Linked DNA regions of Mus musculus: region 2 is linked to region 1. The links are chromatin contacts, called in public HiChIP or PLAC-seq maps. All regions are on one chromosome and are shown on one strand. The core of a region is the stretch at or near the end of the contact, and the rest is flanking DNA. Distances in the headings are between cores, read along the strand shown. Region 1 holds the start of Rnf149 (ring finger protein 149). Region 2 has its middle 40 kb from the start of Rfx8.

Region 1 (5,816 bases), core at 2,285-4,784:
CATTGCCAGTTTTTTCTAAATGTCTGCAGGACCATTCAGGTAAGCGGATTAATGGGCTGGCTAAGATACTCTTCTGTATCTCTGTAACGCCCTTTGACTTGATGCAATTCAAGCCCTTTCTCCAACCTTCTGCCAATTGTTTAGCACATAGTAAGTAAGATTCAAGGATGTAAAATGTCATACCTAAAACGTCATGGCGAAAAACTTCAGCTGGAGGAGCATGTTACTTATTAACCTCCAAGAACTACAGTAAGTCCAACTCTACGACCTTAATGACTTGGCCTTTATCTGCTTTCCCCTATCTTGGTCAAGATAATTTCTACAACTTATCTTGGGTACCAACACCCAGCCGCTCGATAGGCTTTCTAAGCACCTGTGCCTATAGTTCAGTTCAGTATAAACTTTTCCGGCCTGTGAAGTTATGTTTATCATTACTGACAGACCATAAACCCAACACAGGCAGACACTTAGGTATTTCCAACAAGCAGGTACAATGCTTGGCCCAAAGGGTCTGCTAAAGTTAGAATGTAAGGTATTAAAGTTAGAAAGTAAGTCCTTACTGCTGTTCTGAGAGTGTGATCTTAAAGTACTGATTCTTTAAAATCCTCCATTTCAATAATGACTTAAAATTTTAAAGCTATGTAGTGCTAGATTCCAGTAAGAGAAGCAATGAGTTTCAGAAGAACTGGAAAACTATTCCCTACAACATAGGAAAGTTATCAGTATTCAATTTTAGAAGCACACTTCTACCTGTTTCATAGAAATCCAGTGTTACACAGAAGCACTAAGAACAGCTCAATCAGTGGGGTTTCCAGGCTTCAGCTACATTTTGACTAAACGGAGGAAACCAATCTAAGTCTAAACAGCCTCAGTGGCTCTAAAAAATGATATTCAATCAAATTTAAATAAGGTCTGTCAAAGCTGGCTTCTCCCATCTTAATTCTTCTCAAGTGCCAGATTATCAATACCTGGTACCCAAATGGACTAAGTTCTATGAGAGCTAACTTCCCCATCTTTGCAGTGTCTACAGCTGAAGATCAAGGGTCTAACTTTATTTCTAGTTTTTCCTGTTTATCAGTCACACTGCTACCAAATTAATTTTCCTTTGGCCAGTGGTTCAAAATGCTAGATAATTTTGTTGCTCCCTGTAGTTCTGGCAAAATCTCAAGGTATTTCTGATTGTTACAAGTGTGGGGAAAACTTCTAGAATGTGGGAAGGCAGGAATGTAGCTAAACATCCTGTAGGTCACCAAGTAATAAAGGACCAAGTTTTAAAAGGCTTTTGCATGTTTCTTTAGGGATCTAACTTAAAGGGACTCCAGGAAGATTCAGTCACTTGCATGGGTACTTTCATGAACTTTCCAAAAGGTAATGATCCTCCCTTTAAATAAAACAAAACAAAAAACGGCAACTATTATTATCCTAAGAAAACTAGAAAGAAGGCAAATAATGGGGAAGGAAGTGTCCCTCCAAAGGAAGATTCTAGTCAACATGATTGAGGTGTTTTCCTGGGTCCAGATAAATTATATGTCAACAATATAAACAAGAAAGATTGCTGAGCCATGTTTAGAACAAGAGGTGTCTGCTTGGTAGGATGTCAATGTCATTATCAAAAAATGCAGAAGGGTAGAGTTAGAAAATTGTAGGGTAATGAGCTTGTCACTGAAAAGAAAACGGTCTACATTAGATGTGCGTGCATCCACACATGTACACACCCAACATCGAGGAGTCACACCGGCCTATCTTCGCTGACAGAACTTAACTTGGGAACATATATCTGGGATGCTAGGATCTCTCAGGAGCCTTGTGGAAAGATGGTGTGTGGACAGTGACAATTAGGCTGATTTGCAATCAGCGGACTAACTGCCTGAGTCAACACCACCGCAGGGACATCGGTCTATTCTCACCCACCACCGTGGTCCACAGCCAACAAACTCTTGAGTTCTTAAAGACCCGACTTCTCTGGACATTTCTCCATTCTAGCAGATTACTTTCACACCATTTCAAGTGTTCCTTACCTTCTCTTACTTCACCCTGCTATGCTTCTGCAATTTATACCCATTTCTCTCCTAATCTGGAGTCAACCAAGAAAAAAAGAGTTGATCTGTACTCGTAGCTCACTTCCTTGTCATCAAATGGCCATCATTCCCAACCGCGTTAAAAAAAATGGTTAAACCCAAGGTCACTTTTCTGTCTTTATAAGCTCTGTGTCGCATGCACACCAAAACAGAACGAGAACAAAAATGCAGTACAGGAAGAAAGATGTCTTAGCTAGTAGCAGAAACTTAAAAACCCTAATCACAGGAAATTCAGAATGAGTCAACCGTGTGATGCCTAAAGCTAATGTGATCTTAGAAGGCACAAGAGAAACACAATCAAATTCTGGGTCCCCGGAGAGAACTCTGTCCCAAGGATGACATTTTGCAAACTCATCCTTGTCTGTCCCCTGGAACAGCGTGTTTAGAGGTGGCCTCCTGACAGAGGTAGCAAGGCCTTTCTTTCCTTCAATGAAAACAGTTTAAAAAAAAAAATTCATCTGAATTCAAACTGTCCAAACCAGGAGCTAGTGCGATCACCCTACATGCGTCGAGAGAGAAACTACAGCAAGAAAACCCAGGTTTTTTGATCCAGGGTTTTGAAAACACTCATATTCGCCTCATCGAGAGGAAGAAACCACATCGAGTAGCCACTTTAGGTTGGTGAAGAGACAATGCGAGCCTGGCGGCGCCAGCCGTCCACTCCTACACACTCTCCACTCAACCAACTTTGGGAGTCCGTGAGCCGACCTTAGGAAGCGACCCGGGTTCGGGAATCTGTAGAGTTACTGAACTCCGTAGGACCTGCCACCGGTGTGTTTGCTACTCCCCGGCCGAGGGCCCTTCCCAGCTTTCTCACCCTCCCGAGGTGAAGCTCCGATCCTGCAGCGTGTGCACGCACTTCCCTCTCCACACCACCCGGGGAACCACCAGGCTCGCCCCGGCCGCGGCCAGCGGCCCAGCGCCCGGCCTGCTCACCCGCGTGAGACATGGGCTCGGTGGCGTTCCCGTTGCTCTCCAGGTTGTAGACCACCACGGCCGAGGCGTTCCTCCGCGCCGCCGCCAGCACCTTGTCCTTGAAGGTGCAGCCGCCTCGCGCCACCAGCGCCACCCAGGGCGCGTTGCCGAGGGCGCCGGGCGCCACGAAGCGCGTGTCGGGCGCGCAGCCCTCCGCGGGCGCGGGCGCGCGCGGGACGCCCACCAGGCCCTGCCTCTCCTCCCGGAGCGAGCTTTCTCCGAAGCGGCCGCTCTCCGACACGCTCCACACCGTCAGGTTCGACTGCGGGTCCACGTATTCGATGCTCACCATGGCCGAGTACCACTCGAGCGCCCCGCCGCCCACCCCGGGAGTACACAAGGCCAGCGCCAGCACCGCGAGTGCGTCCCGGGCTCCCACGCCGGCCGCGGGCCGCCGCCGCGCCGCCATGGCCGCCCGGCCGGGCTACTGAGGAAGAAGAGCGCGAGTCAGAACGAGGCGACTCACTCCAGGCTGGCCCACAGCTTTGAGGAGACGGCGGCGGCTCGCGAGAGACCGCCGAGCGCGGCGGGGGCGGACCCGCGGCGCACGCGCACCTGGAGGGGCGTGACCGGGGCGTGGCGACGGAAGGGGTGGGGCCCTGCCCGCGGGCGTGAGGAGTGCGCAGGCGCCAGGGTCTGTGCCGCAGGGCTGTGGGCGGCCGAGCTGAAGCTTGCAGATGCTGCAGAGAGTTGTGCAACCCTGCTGCCAGAGTCCCCAAGTCTGGGGAAGTTTGTGCGCTCCGGGTCGGCCAGCGTGGGACTGCGGTTGTGTAAAGTTTCTCAGAGGGTGGAGTTGACTGTGCAAGGCACGCGGCAAAAGCCTGGCTGCCTAAACCACTTAAACAAACAAGCAAACAACAACAAAAACCACTAAGTCAAGTTGTCCAGATGCCTTTTGTTACAAACTCTGTAATATATTAAATTCTTTGTTGCTCTTTTCTCAATGGTTGCCTTCGAGCCCTTTCTTCCTTCTCCTTAGTTTATGTGTGCCTCTGTTTGGACGAAGACGAAGGTGCTACATTAATCAAAAGGGGGGAAAAAGGGGAAAGGATTTGTTTGGAGGTAAATGGTGGCTGATAGATAGTCCTTCGACAACACAGTGGGTGGATACTTTCAGTGTACCATTAAAAGATCCTGAACACACTAAACATAGTTAAATGCAAGTATGGTAACTCTGCTCCGGTAAAATCTTGAGTAGAGCTGAGATTTGAGATGCTCTGGTAGATCAACCCCAGCGAACCTGAAAGGTATTTCCTTTGAAGAATGTGAAGTCTGACTAGACCCGAATAAACACAGGAGATCTCTCCATAACGCTGAGGAGACATCACACCCGAGTTACCAAATATCAAAAGACATTTAAAATACCTCTTCATATATGAGCTACTGAATATCAAAATGTATTTAAACCTAAGAAGTGGACACTTAAGTGATGGACTTAATGCATAGCTATACATTGTTAGGCACTATTCTGAAGACATACACACACAGGCATATACTGTGACAGACCTTCAACTCATCCCTAAGCCTGACTTATATTATCCTTTTTATCTGAGGGGCCTCAGGTCACCTCACAGATCTCTGTTGTATTGGTCAAACCAGTTTCTCCTGAGAACCAGTTCTATAAAGGAACACCAAGTCTTTAATTACACTGGACTTTCAGCAGAGGCCTGCTTCGATTCTGATGGAGCAACTGAACTCATGATTTCAAAACTCACTCACTATGCCGTTGTGCTGCCGCATTTCTGAACCATGTTCCCTGTGAGGCTTGCTCATGTTGTTTCCCCCTCTTTACTCAGTGTGAGCAAATGCCAAAAGTCCCCTTTGTGTGGCAATAAACTGTGTGATTCGTGAAATCATCGTCAGTCTCTTTATTTCTACCAAACAAACCACTAAGGAGCTGGAAATGAAGTTCAGGGCTTTGATTTCTGATTGACTCACTAGTCTTCCTTCTTTGTGCAAGAGTTTATAATTACAGGAAGTAGTTTGTTGGGGCCCAGACCAATATGTTTTAGGTTAGACCTGGTTCTTTTTATCTTTTGGATTGCATCTGTGGTATGAGACACAGCCTGAGTTCCAGCTAGGAGTAGCTTTAAAGTTAAACCTCTTCTCCCACTCCCATTACTAAAATAATGTATTTATTTTTATTTTATGTATGTGAGTGTTTTGCCTGCATATATATCTATTCACCATGTATGTTTTATGTCCCTTGACTAGCCCTGGAACTGGAGTTATAGACTATTGCCAGCCACTATATGGGTGCTCAGAATCAAACCTAGGTTCTTAACCACTGACCCATCGCCCCAGCCCCAGGAAAGCATGTTTTAAAGGCCAATAGGATTTCCAGGTTAAGGCCTTTCCCATGTTTTAGACCCAGAACAAGATGGTGTGTTTCAGCCTGAGGAACACTCCCGAGAACCCCTGGCGCTGTGCTTCAGCAATGCAAAGGCTTTTAGTTCCCAGAACACAGCGCTGTGGTTTCTTGCTGTCTGACACATTATTTCCTTCTTCCTGAAATGACCTCTTCCTTCTGCCTCTTGTTCGGGCAAACACTACATTGGTTTTGAAATTTTAACCCTTCAGCTGTTTCTTCTGTAAAACCTGTCTTGGCTGACCATGGGCTAACAAAAGCTCGGTTTCCCATGTCACTTGTGCATAATATGTATGCACATTAATTTCATGCTACCAATACTGATTTCGGAATAAGGTTTGGGGCCTTCATAAGGGCCAGGATTTCTTGCTTGCTCTCTTCGAGTGCCAGCTTCA
Region 2 (5,816 bases), core at 2,224-4,723, 180 kb after region 1:
GGCTTCAGTTCAGTACATTCCCGATGAGTTCCCCGGCTCACTGTCAATGTCTCCCAGCGGTGCCTTTGGGATTCCGGAGGTATTGAGATTGTACAGCAGGGGAGGTTTTCTTTAGATGGATGCTTCAAACATGTCTGTCTGTATGTCCCCACCAGAGTTCTTTCACTCGGAGACAGTGTGTGGCGATCAGTGACCTCGGTACCTCTCAGGGTCTTCGGCCTATGATCTGGGTCTAAGACATGCTTCTTGGCTGGCCAATGAACCTGCTGAGTTAAGAGGGTGTTTGGGAATTCTCTGGAAATCTTGTTTAACCATGTGACTCTGATCTCCCGGGATGATGAGCCGGTCCTTCCTTTGGCAGGAAGTGGCGGTTGGCTTCCACAGTCAGGAATTCTTCCCCTTGTGACTGTGAGTGTATTGTCATAGAAGGAGCGAGCAGAGCTGAGAGTCTGAGAGGTCTGTTCAGGTCCATGTGGCTGACACACGAGTCCAAGTTCAAATGCATCATTGATTTAAAGATAGTCTGGTAGTTTTTTGTTTTGTTTTTTAAATTTAAATTATTTATTATATGTAAATAACCTGTAGCTGTCTTCAGACACTCCAGAAGAGGGCATCAGATCTCTTTACGGATGGTTGTGAGCCACCATGTGGTTGCTGGGATTTGAGCTCCAGACCTTCAGAAGAGCAGTCAGTGCTCTTAATCGCTGAGCCATCTCACCAGCCTAGTCTAATAGTTTTAAAAAATCATCCTTGAATATTTTAGTCTCTGTCCGTCTGGTAGATGGTAGGAATGTCCTTTTCTGTGCCCATGGTAGTCAGGCATGGCTGCAAAGTTCGCTGGGGCTGTTGAAACTTGAGCAGAAGTTGTGGGAATCTGTGTAGTTTTCCATGTTGTCTCCTCCCTGTGTCACTGTGACCATGGTGGTTTGGGCTAGGAGGCTCATCTACTTAGGTTCCTACCTCATGGTAGAAATTCCCCCCTCACACGAACTGAACACATAGCACCAGGAAGACGGAAACAATTCCTGTATCAAGTCACCAAGGCCTGGGGGGTAGCATTTTCCTGACACAGGGCCTTTCCTTTTCTGACTGACACAGAGAACCTGAGGCAGGTGAGAGGCCAGATGGGAGGGAGTCCAAGGCCCACAGCAGACTTGGTACTTTTGAGTGTTCAGGATAAAGTGGGTCACCACAGCCAGAGTGACCCCCAGCTAGGATGGTTTTGTGGTGTGTGCTGACTGTTAGTCACAAGTGGCAGGGAAGGGGAAGACAGAAAAAAAAATTGCAAGAAGGAATGTTTGCTGTGCCTGAGCAGCTTGACCTCAGAGACAGCTCAGTCCCCTCCCAGAATGGGTTGGCTCTCAGCAAAGTTGCTATAACCCAGACTTTGCTGTGTGGGGTTCAGCTGTAAGTTACCTCTGAGCACACATGTTGAAAGGCGAAGGCTCTGAAGCCACTCACACAGGATGGAGTTTCTTTGGGGACGGTGCTCATTTGTACCTTCCTTCTACAACTATCTGCATTCCTGGGTGCTGAGTCTACCAACAGTGAGCACCCGTGTCTCCTGGGCAGTGTGAGTGGCACATGGCCAGATAGCTGGCAGTCCTGTACAATGGGGGTTGTTAAATGCACGCTGTCAGGAAGAAGGGCACATCACTGGTCCAGGAACTCTAAACAGAATGAAGCTGCTAGTCACTGAACCAGGCCTTAAGGGCCTGCTTCTGCATTTAAACATCCCCCCCGCCCCCCCCCCCCCCACTACAGATAAGCACACGCCTTCCTTTCAAGGCTGGCAAGCACAGAGAAATACCGAGTTGCCTGAAGATCTGAACACAACATGAAAAGTTCTCAGAGTTCAGGGGCTTGGAACAGAGTGTTCGTGGAGCAAGTCTTATGATTCACAGCCCCTGGGTTCACCCTGTGGTCAAGTCAAAAAAAAAAAAAAAATACTACTAGGGAGCCAGGTATCTGGAGTGAATTAAGTCTCCCTTCCTTTCCCTGTCTCCCTTCTTCTTACTCGCTCTCTCTCCTCTCCTCTCTGTCCTTCTAATTATGAGGAATACAACTAGAACTGGTCTTAACCATCAAACATCCACGTCTGGATTTTCCACACAGACAGTTTCGACAACTATGGAACAAACATCTCTGGAAAGGACTTCAGGACTGGAGATGCAGGAATCTCCTCTTGCCCTGCTTCCCCAGGGCATGGTGTTCCCAGGTACCAAGAATCTAAGGCATCTAGGGATGTATGAAGCATCAGAAGGATGCAGGCTGGTTCTATGCAAACATGATGCTATGCTCTCTAAGGGACCCTGTAAAGGAACAGGGGTCCTGGCTGTGAGGGCCTCCCTGCAGACTCAGAGAGAAGACTGTTACGACAGAGGCGTCCTTAGGGATAACGGTGAGGGCTCCATCTGAAGTTCATGCTGCTCATTCCTCAAAGCTCCCACCGAAAAAATGCTCTCATCTTCTAAGTCTGCCTCAGAGTCCACCTCCAGGAACTAAATCACACACTGGCAGCTGCTCAGGAGTGGACCACACATGTGCACAGAAAACACACACTTCTTGTTTATTCCATATTTGTTTCATTGTTAGTTCCACTTTATATATCTGCTATATATGGCACTACATTAGATTGAATATTATATAATTACATGTCACATACACATTACATACCGGCAGTTTCATACAGTATACATTCCTTTTCTTTTTTCTTTTTTTTCTTTTCTTTTCTTTTTTTTTTTTTTTTTTTTGGTTTTTCAAGACAGGGTTTCTCTGTATAGCCCTGGTTGTCCTGGAACTCACTCTGTAGACCCGGCTGGCCTCGAACTCAGAAATCTGCCTGCTTCTGCCTCCCCAGTGCTGGGATTAAAGGTGTGCGCCACCACTGCCCGGCCAGTGTATATTTCTTAAAGTGTTTTTTTTTTTTTTTTTTTAACTGCCTAAGCGTGTTTTGTTTTGTTTAAATATAAGGAATAGTGGGTGTGGAAAGCCAAATCCTACTGATCTCGTGAAAACATCCCTGATTTTATATTTCTCATGCCCTTGCGACCTCAGATTCCACCTACCTGAGCCACGCCCAGGTCTTCCTGGCAAAATCTCTTCCCTCCAGAATCTGACTCAGTCTTTCTGCCTGGCACACTGGGGCCGCAGCTAACAGACGTCGGATGAATAACATCCTGTAATGTGGGGCCCTCGCTGAGGAGAGGTGGGGGGCAGGGCGAGGTTCTGGGCCAGAATTCATGCTAAGTCAAAGTTAAGGCCCCAACTCCCAGCAGCTTAGTAACCGCACGACTGGCTTCATTCGTGCCGGTTCCCACACACCCACGCCAGGAAGAGGGAAGGGATAGCCTGTCCCCAGGAGTAGGGGCAACTGCAGCTCTTCCTCCAGTGAGAACTCCAGTCTCTGAGCTGGGCTCCATCCTTCTGCACTGGGAAATGGTTTTCTTGACTCCCCCTGGGCACTTTTCCCAGGAGGATCCACTAGATGGCCTGCGTTGAACACCACCTTTCCGGGAGCGTGCCTGAAGGGGGAAGGACTGCTTCTTAGCCTTCCTGCTTAGCTATTTTCTTCTTCTTCACAATTTGTCCAGGTAAATCTCCTGCAGTGTAACCATACTAACCCCTCAACAAACTTCACGTTAGACAATAGGAACGAGCTGAGGGGTGAGTGTTGAGACTCTTTAGTGGAAGAGCTCTCTGACTGGAAACACAGCAAATCAAGCGATTTCTGAGTCACAGCACGGACAGTACTGCAGAGAAAGAAGTAGTAAATTAAGGCCTGCTACACAAGCTAGTTTGAATAAAGAGAAACGACAAGACCTTGTACTGGTGGGGCCGGAGTAATTCAAGCTCCACGGCACTTTGGGGGTAGGCACGGGGCATCGCCACACATGTAGTTGTGGCTTTTGCCCTTAGTTGTAAAAGCCAAAGACAGTTTGAACTCTTTGACCGGGAAACTTCGAAGATTCCTAAAGCTAGAGAAAAGCAGTCAGTATGAAAAAAAAAAAAAGTTCGTCTCTGCTACTTGCAGTAAAGGAAACTTGGAAAGAAGCCCAGGGACTGACTGTAGGGAGCTGACTCAGCCAATGCGCAGCTGAGAAGATGGACCGCGTGGAGCGCCCCCGCCCCTGGATACAGGAAGTCCTGCTGAGTGGCTATTTTCTCTGGTTAAATGTAGATTTGCGAGTTTGGGGATGAAAGTAAGAGCAGACTGCTTGTGTCCGAGTAAACTCTTACACAGACAATGATTGTTACACCACACATGAAGAAAACCCAAACCAGCTTGTGCTGGATCCCCAAACCCAGCTCAGGAAGCTAAGGCAGAAAGGATCATGAGTTCTAAGCCAACCTGGGCTACTTGGAGAACATACACAAATTAAACTCAACAGCCACCGTCAGTTGGAGGAGCTGATTCTAGAGTCGATTTTCGGGAGCTGAGTGAGGGGCATTATAGTCGGTCTGGCTTTCTGTAACAAAATGCCACAGACTGGCAGAGTTCAGAAAAGCTTGGAGTTCCAGAGGCCATCAAGTATCATAGGAGTCGTCTAACAAGAGGATGGGTCAGAGCCCTCTTTTCTTCTCTTCCTGACTTCTCTGTGTCATCACCTCTGCTGGGCAAAGACTCTGTCAGGCAGAAACTGCTTGTTCTTGGGCTCCTCCTGAATGGTTGAGAAGGACATTCCTAAATTGATAAATTCTCTAGCCTCATGTACTCTGCCACAGCCTCACAAGACAGATGAAGAATCTATGCCATGAGAGATGAAGGTTTGACCTGCAGTGATGAAGAGAGGGATGCAAACATTCACTCCTTAAAAGAGACATTTCCATTGGCATGCTAGGTGGTCCCCCAAAAATACCCCGGTCAGAGAGAAACCCTAACCCACTTTCCCTGTGTCTCATCAGGAGTGGTTAAGGCTCTGATGGGGAAGGCTGAGCTCCCATAGACTAGCCTACACATGCTGGGGTAAATTACCGTCTGCTCATGCTAGCACTAACTGTCAGTCATGTGCTTTACATTTAGACACAGCATTTGAACCTAAAATCAGGCTGTTACAAGATTCTACACTGATCTGTCCTGTCTAACTCCTAGGGTACCATTACTCTGAACTAGTTGCTGTCTTGCTTTGTTTTTTTGTTGTTGTTGGAGTTTTATAAATATACGTAACTAGTTCTTTGAGAATTTCATTCCATATAATTGATCATATTTACCTTGTTTTCTTTATAACTCTTCCCAGATCCACCCCTCCCAATTTCATGTTTTTGGGGTTTTTTGTTTTTTGGTTTTTTGTTTGTTTGTTTGTTTGTTTTGAGACAGGGTCTCTCAATGTAGCCCTGGCTGTCCTGGGCCTACTCTCTAGACCAGGCTGGCCTGGAACTCAAAGATTCACCTGCCTCTGTCTCCTGAGTGCTGGGATTAAAGGTGTGCAACCATGCCCGGCCATGTTTTAGTAACCCATCAAATCCAATCCATACTTCTATTTACTTGTGGGCTTGGGGCCACATACTGCAGCATGGGTGGCCTACTAGGGGCCACACCCTTAATGAAAACACTGACTTTCCCTTCTCCAGAAGCCACCAACTGCCTCCATTAGGGGACTTATCCCCCACATGTCCAAGATGGATTGTCAGCTAGCTTGATGTCATGCAGTTCTTAGGCGAACAGTCATAGATGTTCTGTGTTCATTATGCCCAGAGGACACAGTTTGGCTCCCTGACCCCTGTCTCTGACAACCTTTCTGCCACGTCTTTTTGTGTGTGTGTGTGTGTGGGGGGGGGGGGCGGGGCTGCGCAATAGATGTCCCATCTGTGGCTGA

Evidence for each region. HiChIP or PLAC-seq counts read pairs in DNA pulled down with a chosen protein or histone mark.
Region 2: an H3K4me3 HiChIP or PLAC-seq map of bone marrow-derived macrophages shows a contact between it and region 1, with 4 times the contacts expected there. The contact joins the enhancer-like site here to the promoter of Rnf149 in region 1. A contact is called at or near these places in 2 of 484 Hi-C or Micro-C datasets (LSK cells and neural progenitor cells) and 3 of 115 datasets of contacts at active chromatin or transcription factors (bone marrow-derived macrophages, embryonic stem cells and memory CD8 T cells).

What each region holds. Positions count from the first base shown.
Region 1 is chr1:39,573,813-39,579,628 of GRCm38.p6, forward strand. It overlaps Rnf149 (ring finger protein 149), which reads right to left and starts at 3,535. Exons shown (of 7, transcript NM_001033135.3): 1 at 3,015-3,535. The coding sequence starts at 3,462. It overlaps LOC115485772 (a small nucleolar RNA gene), which reads right to left and starts at 63; the gene lies at 1-63.
Region 2 is chr1:39,758,093-39,763,908 of GRCm38.p6, forward strand. No RefSeq gene overlaps it. Among named protein-coding and RNA genes, the nearest start is that of Rfx8, 40 kb to the left of the region's middle. Within about 2 kb of position 3,474, at least 259 of the 459 cell types and tissues checked have an H3K27ac peak or open chromatin away from gene starts, as enhancers often do. A contact at or near this core is called in LSK cells, bone marrow-derived macrophages, embryonic stem cells and 2 more, where this site is marked.